Linked DNA regions of Mus musculus: region 1 is linked to region 2. The links are chromatin contacts, called in public HiChIP or PLAC-seq maps. All regions are on one chromosome and are shown on one strand. The core of a region is the stretch at or near the end of the contact, and the rest is flanking DNA. Distances in the headings are between cores, read along the strand shown. Region 1 overlaps Anks6 (ankyrin repeat and sterile alpha motif domain containing 6). Region 2 overlaps Gabbr2 (gamma-aminobutyric acid (GABA) B receptor, 2).

The links. HiChIP or PLAC-seq counts read pairs in DNA pulled down with a chosen protein or histone mark.
Region 1: an H3K27ac HiChIP or PLAC-seq map of T-cell acute lymphoblastic leukemia shows a contact between it and region 2, with 4 times the contacts expected there. The contact joins two enhancer-like sites. A contact is called at or near these places in 2 of 39 promoter capture datasets (the HPC-7 cell line and hematopoietic stem and progenitor cells), 1 of 115 datasets of contacts at active chromatin or transcription factors (T-cell acute lymphoblastic leukemia) and 3 of 9 other capture datasets (embryonic stem cells, liver and pancreatic islet).

Annotation. Positions count from the first base shown.
Region 1 is chr4:47,049,061-47,051,760 of GRCm38.p6, forward strand. It overlaps Anks6 (ankyrin repeat and sterile alpha motif domain containing 6), which reads right to left. Exons shown (of 16, transcript NM_001356426.1): 2 at 9-511. Among named protein-coding and RNA genes, the nearest start is that of Anks6, 6.9 kb to the right of the region's middle. Within about 2 kb of position 1,366, at least 54 of the 459 cell types and tissues checked have an H3K27ac peak or open chromatin away from gene starts, as enhancers often do. A contact at or near this core is called in T-cell acute lymphoblastic leukemia, where this site is marked.
Region 2 is chr4:46,875,612-46,878,311 of GRCm38.p6, forward strand. Gabbr2 (gamma-aminobutyric acid (GABA) B receptor, 2) reads right to left here. Exons shown (of 19, transcript NM_001081141.2): 2 at 54-191. It overlaps Gm32208 (a long non-coding RNA gene), which reads left to right. Exons shown (of 4, transcript XR_390546.4): 4 at 1,801-2,226. Among named protein-coding and RNA genes, the nearest start is that of Gm32135, 5.4 kb to the right of the region's middle. Within about 2 kb of position 1,445, at least 7 of the 459 cell types and tissues checked have an H3K27ac peak or open chromatin away from gene starts, as enhancers often do. A contact at or near this core is called in T-cell acute lymphoblastic leukemia, where this site is marked.

The DNA.
Region 1 (2,700 bases), core at 116-2,615, 170 kb after region 2:
GGCCTGACCTGTTTTTGGCCTGACAGTGGTCAGTGGGTCCAGGTATTCAGCAAGATCCCTGTACTTGCGGTCGAGAGCAACCTCGAAGGCAGTCTTCTCCAGTACACTGAGGTGGTCAGGGTTGGCTCCCTTCTCCACCAGCTGCTGCGCCACATTCAGCTTCCCAAGGAGGGCTGCCAGCATCAGAGGGCTCCAGCCCACAGTCCGGGCTGTGTGGTTAGGGTCCGCACCCCACTCCATCAGCAGACGTACCACGGCCTCGTGCCCATGCTGAACAGCGGCCATCAGGGCTGTAATGCCCAGCAGTTCATCCCCGCTGCCTCCCGTTGCTGGCGACTCTCCAGAAGGGGTGTGGTGGTCCACAATGGCTCCCGCCTCTAGCAGCAGCTTCACCACACCCAGGTGGCCACCCCGAGAAGCCACGGTGAGCACACTGGCACCCAGCCGATTCTGAGCATTGACATCGGCTCCATGATCCAAAAGGAGGTGTGCCACGCTCACATGCCCACACCTGCCGGGAAGATGGGGGTTGTTGACACTGAACAGAAAATGCTGACAATCGAGCAGTTCTGATGACCCTCACTAATGTCAACTACTGCAGGCACAGGGGCTGTTCACAAGGGATGACCTCAGCCTGGTGTGGAACGCCATCAAGGAAAACTTCTTACACAGGCTTCACACATGTACCCATAGACATGCAAACATGCATATGTGTGTACACACACAGAAAATAAATGGACACAGTAGTGCGCGTACATAATCCCAGCAGTGGAGGCGTGAAAACAAGTGGGTCGGTGTAACCTGCCCGCCTGCTCTCCATGCTCCAGGCCCATGAGAGACTGTCAAGAAAACAAGGTGGGGGTCTGCAGAGACAGCTCAGCAGTCAGGACTTGTTGCTCTTGCAGAGGACCTGGATGTGATTCCCAGTACCTACTTGGTGGCTTACAACCATCCGCAATTCTAGCTCCAGGGTATTTGAAGTTGTCTTCCAAACTCAGGGGGTACCAGACAAATACGTGCACAGACATGCAGGCAAAACAGCATACACATAAAACAAAAGAAAATAATCTAAAATTTAAAAAAACATATACACACACACACACACACACACACAGGCACACATTTACACACACTGAGGACAGATCCATCTGCCTATACCACTCTGCCCTCCACATCTGAGTTTTCTGTACTCTGAGTTATGGCCTGCTAAGCTGTCTCTGCCAGTGCTGATCCCCTCATGTTCCCTTTGTGGTGATTCATATCTACCCTCCTCAGCCCCCACCATCACCTGCACATCCCAGTGTGGCAGCTGCCCTGGGCAAAAGGACTCTGGCACCTCCACGGAGCCCTACTGCCACCTGCTGGCAGGAATGTTTACTGCAGGTGACTATGAGCCTGGTGTAGTCCCATCCTTCTCAAAGAAACTCCAGCTATGGCTGTATTCAGGGCCCAGAGAAGACAGACAGGCTCCTGCCAACTCCCTGACTCCAGGGGGAGGACAGATGCCGCTTCTCAGTGGGCAGAGTTATGTTTTAAGGTGTGAGGTCTCTGAACGGAGAGTGTCCAAGCTAAAGAAGGTTCCTCCTGGCTAAGGGGATAGACACAAAGACAAATCCAGGGAAGGGGGTGTCAGAAGACTACAGTGCAGTGGTCAGGCTTGGAGGCTGAGTTGTCGCTCGGCCCTCCTTTGTGGAAGTGGATTTTGTGCTTCAGCGAAAGCTCAGGGCTTCCTTCCCTGAAGGAGGCAGGGCCAGGGCTGAACTCTGGTCTGAGGCTGCAGCTGAATATAAAATACCTTCTGGGCTGTGAACCTTGACACACCAGGCTGCCTCCTGCAGTGTGCAAATGAGAACCTGGTGATCTGGCCCCCCAGCCCAAGGCAGGATGGGGGCCTCTTCTCCCGAGCAGAGAGGTGGGTGAGGAAACACACTCCCGTGCAGAAACTGCAAACTCAAGCCCCCTCCCGCCTCCATCCCTTTCCCTGCTGTCTGTCCTCCAGAGAGCCCCCACCCCCACCCAACCCTCCAGGTCCCTCCCACCTGCCCACAGCCAGGAGGGCTGCCTACATCACTGATATTTCCCAGCCCCTTTCTGCACCTTCCTACCCTCCTTCCAGGCACTCCGTCATGAGCGTGACTCACAGGGTCCTGCCAAGCAGGGTGCTGTGCCTCTGTGCTGCTCAGGGCCCGCTCCCATCTCGCCAACTCTGAGCAGTTTCCTGGGCTCCCATCTGAGGACCCCCCAAGTCTGCAGCTTCTCTCTGTCTAAACCTGAGCCCTCTTTCAAAAACTGTTTCTTGCCTACCTGATTGTAACTAAGGACAGGGTTAGGGGACTTCCCTGGTCACTAGCACAGGAGATGGCCCATGTTAGGGTTCAATATATTCATTCGGTCTATGAACTGATAAATGAACGTACTCATTGACGACAGGGAAGGGAGGTCTGAGAGAGAGAAGGCAACCAGGGGCTGCTTTGACCGCCACTGCAGTAGAGTTAAAAGCTCCCACCGGTTTTGGGAGCACAAAACAAACTCTAGTGTAATCTCTAGCTGCAGATTACAAGGTACTTTCAGATTCTTATCTCATTTGAAATCCGGAGATGTACACAGTGCCTCCCACTTCACAGATAAGGAGGCAGCAGAGTGGAGCAGAGAGCAATTAATCTCAATTTGAAAGTGACAGGACCCAAACCGGCCCCAAGA
Region 2 (2,700 bases), core at 195-2,694:
TCACAGCTCACAAAGACAATTCCATGTCCGTGGGGTAGGGACTCCACCCTTACCTGCACCAGGTTCCAGCCTTGGAGGGATTCCGCGATGATAGAGGTGACAGACGGACAGACGCCTCCAAACACCATCAAATGGTTCGGCCCATACTTTATTGCATCATAGAAGGCTTTCAGTCCCTTTGCATTGTCACACTGGAGAGAAAACACAGAAAGGGAGCAAGGCCTAAGTTAGACATGGGTTATCCTGGGGCAAGAGCCCCATAATAGGAGCATACAATCAACCTGCCATCACGGCAAACCCTTAGACAAACTTCAGTTTGCCCCGGCTAGGGCCTCTCCACACAGCCCCATGCCCAGACCCTAAGCTTAGGGAAGTTTTTGGTCTTACATCCCAGGCCTTAAGTGCCCTTAAAGTGCAGCCCCTCAGCTGTCTCTGTAGCATACACACAGAGGAAAGCCACATCGGTCCCCCAGCCTCCAGTCTACGGTCATTTACATTTTAAAAGATGAGGCCACATTCTGGCTGTTGTGAAAACAGACAAGAACAAGTGTTGGCAGGGTGTAAAGAAGCTGCAAGCTTTGTACCCTCTCGGTGGTGACATAAAACAATTACATTGACGAAAACAGTGCGTCTACCCTGAAAAGTCAACAAAGAATTGCCATATGGTACAAGAACTCTGTATAAATGGAAACCCTGAAGAACCGAGAGCACGGACTCAAAGATATCTGTACTCCATGTTAAGAGCAGTACCAGTCACAACAGCCCAGAGGTAGAAACATCCAGAAGTCTGTCAACAAATGAAGGCACAGGCAAAGGGTTGGAGGTACATGCATTGGAATAGTATACAGCCCTAAAGAGAGAAGAAATTCGGATGCGTGATAGAGTCAGATGATACGGCTACACTGGGGAGAGGAAGAAAGGGTCAGTGACCGCCTCTAGGTCATCGTTGTCGGAGCCCTGAAGTGAGGTTAAAGGGTTAATAGGGGCCTGGAGCTGTGCACATCTGAGCAGTCTGATCACGGTGTGATCCTATCTACCATTGACCCATCCTTGTCTGGGCTTCCATTTCACTTTGCAAGGTGGTCTAACAAGTGGCTAGAGCTGTGAGATCTCTTTTCTGGAGACAAGCTCCTCCTATAGGTGCAACCAAGCTCAGTCTTTTTCTTCCACCCAGCAGGAGATTCCTAGGGGGCAGGGTGGATACCAAATTACTCTGGGGTCCATTGTTTCAGTAGTCTAACAGTGAGATTGAGGGACAAGCGTGTCTCTTTGAAATATCTTCGTTTCTGACAGGCCCGTTACTGTAGGATTCCATTCATGTGAAGCACTCGGGAGGACAAATTCACAGAGGCAGGAACTGCGATGGCGGTTGTGAGGGGCGTAGTGAGAGGGAAGTGTGGATGGCTGCTCAGGAGAGTGAGGGCTTTGATGTGGGATTATGGCAGAGGTCTGGAAACTGAGGGAGGGGTGGTGTGACAGTGTGAATGTGAATGTCACAAGGCACGCGAAGGATGTTCAAGACGGTAACTGGATGTGATGTACATTTGTCACAGTCGTGGGGGTTGGGGTGGAGGAAGAGAAAAGATACCACACGTCTCAAAAGAAGTCAGTGGCAGACACTTCACACTTGATGCTTAGCCCAGAGCTGGTCTTGAGGGCACAGCTCTGTCCAGGACTAGAAAGAAACCCTGACCAAGGAAACACACCAGACACCCCAGTGAGGAAGCGGCAAGAAGAAAGATGTGCTGGAGTGGCAGGGATCCTAGCGGCTCACTCTTCCCTTCTCCCTCTGCCTCCCAGCCAGTGGTCAGCTCCCTGATCAGAGGACCCGAGGACCTGCCTCCCCAGCCTGGAGCTCAGCAAATCCACCACTGCAGCTGCCTCAGTGTCCCCTGAAAATCTCTGATCTCCGCTTCTCCCTCTGCTGTGCCTGCTCTGAAAGGGGAGAGACCTATCAGAGTGAAAACCCCAAAAGGAGGGAAAACACTCCAAACCTCTCCTGATCACTGTCATGACACGTGGCTTAAGAGCACTGGCTGGGGCTGGCAAGATGGCTCAGTGGGTAAGAGAGTTGACTGCTCTTCCGAAGGTCCTGAGTTCAAATCCCAGCAACCACGGGGTGGCTCACAACCACACGTAATGAGATCTGACGCCTTCTTCTGGTGCGTCAGAAGTCAGCTACACTGTACTTATGTATAATAATAAATGAATCTTTAAAAAAAAAAAGAGCATTGGTTGTTCTTTCAGAGGACCGGGGCTCAATTCCTAGCAGGCACATAGCACATGGGGAGTTACAGCTGTCTGTAACTCCAGTTTCAGGGGATCCAACACTGTCCTCTGGCCTCCACAGGCACCAGCCATGTACATGATATGCAAACAAATCTTTTTGCACGTAAAATAATATACATAAAATATATACACATACATAAAATAATTTTATAATTATTTTTAAAAGGCTAGAATTTGTAGACAAGAAAATCATTGAAAACAAGTGTGGGGTACCAGTACCAGTTGTCGAGACCTGTAAAACTCTGGGCCCCAGCTGACTCTAGAGCCTCCATCCCTCCAGTCAGGCGGATGACCCTCCAGCAGGGCAGTTAGAAAACACTCTGGTACTAGCAGAAAGAGACCCGGAACCACTTCTCTATATTGTTCACACAGCTGGGATAATGCTCTTACGCTCTTCATGGTGAGAGACCC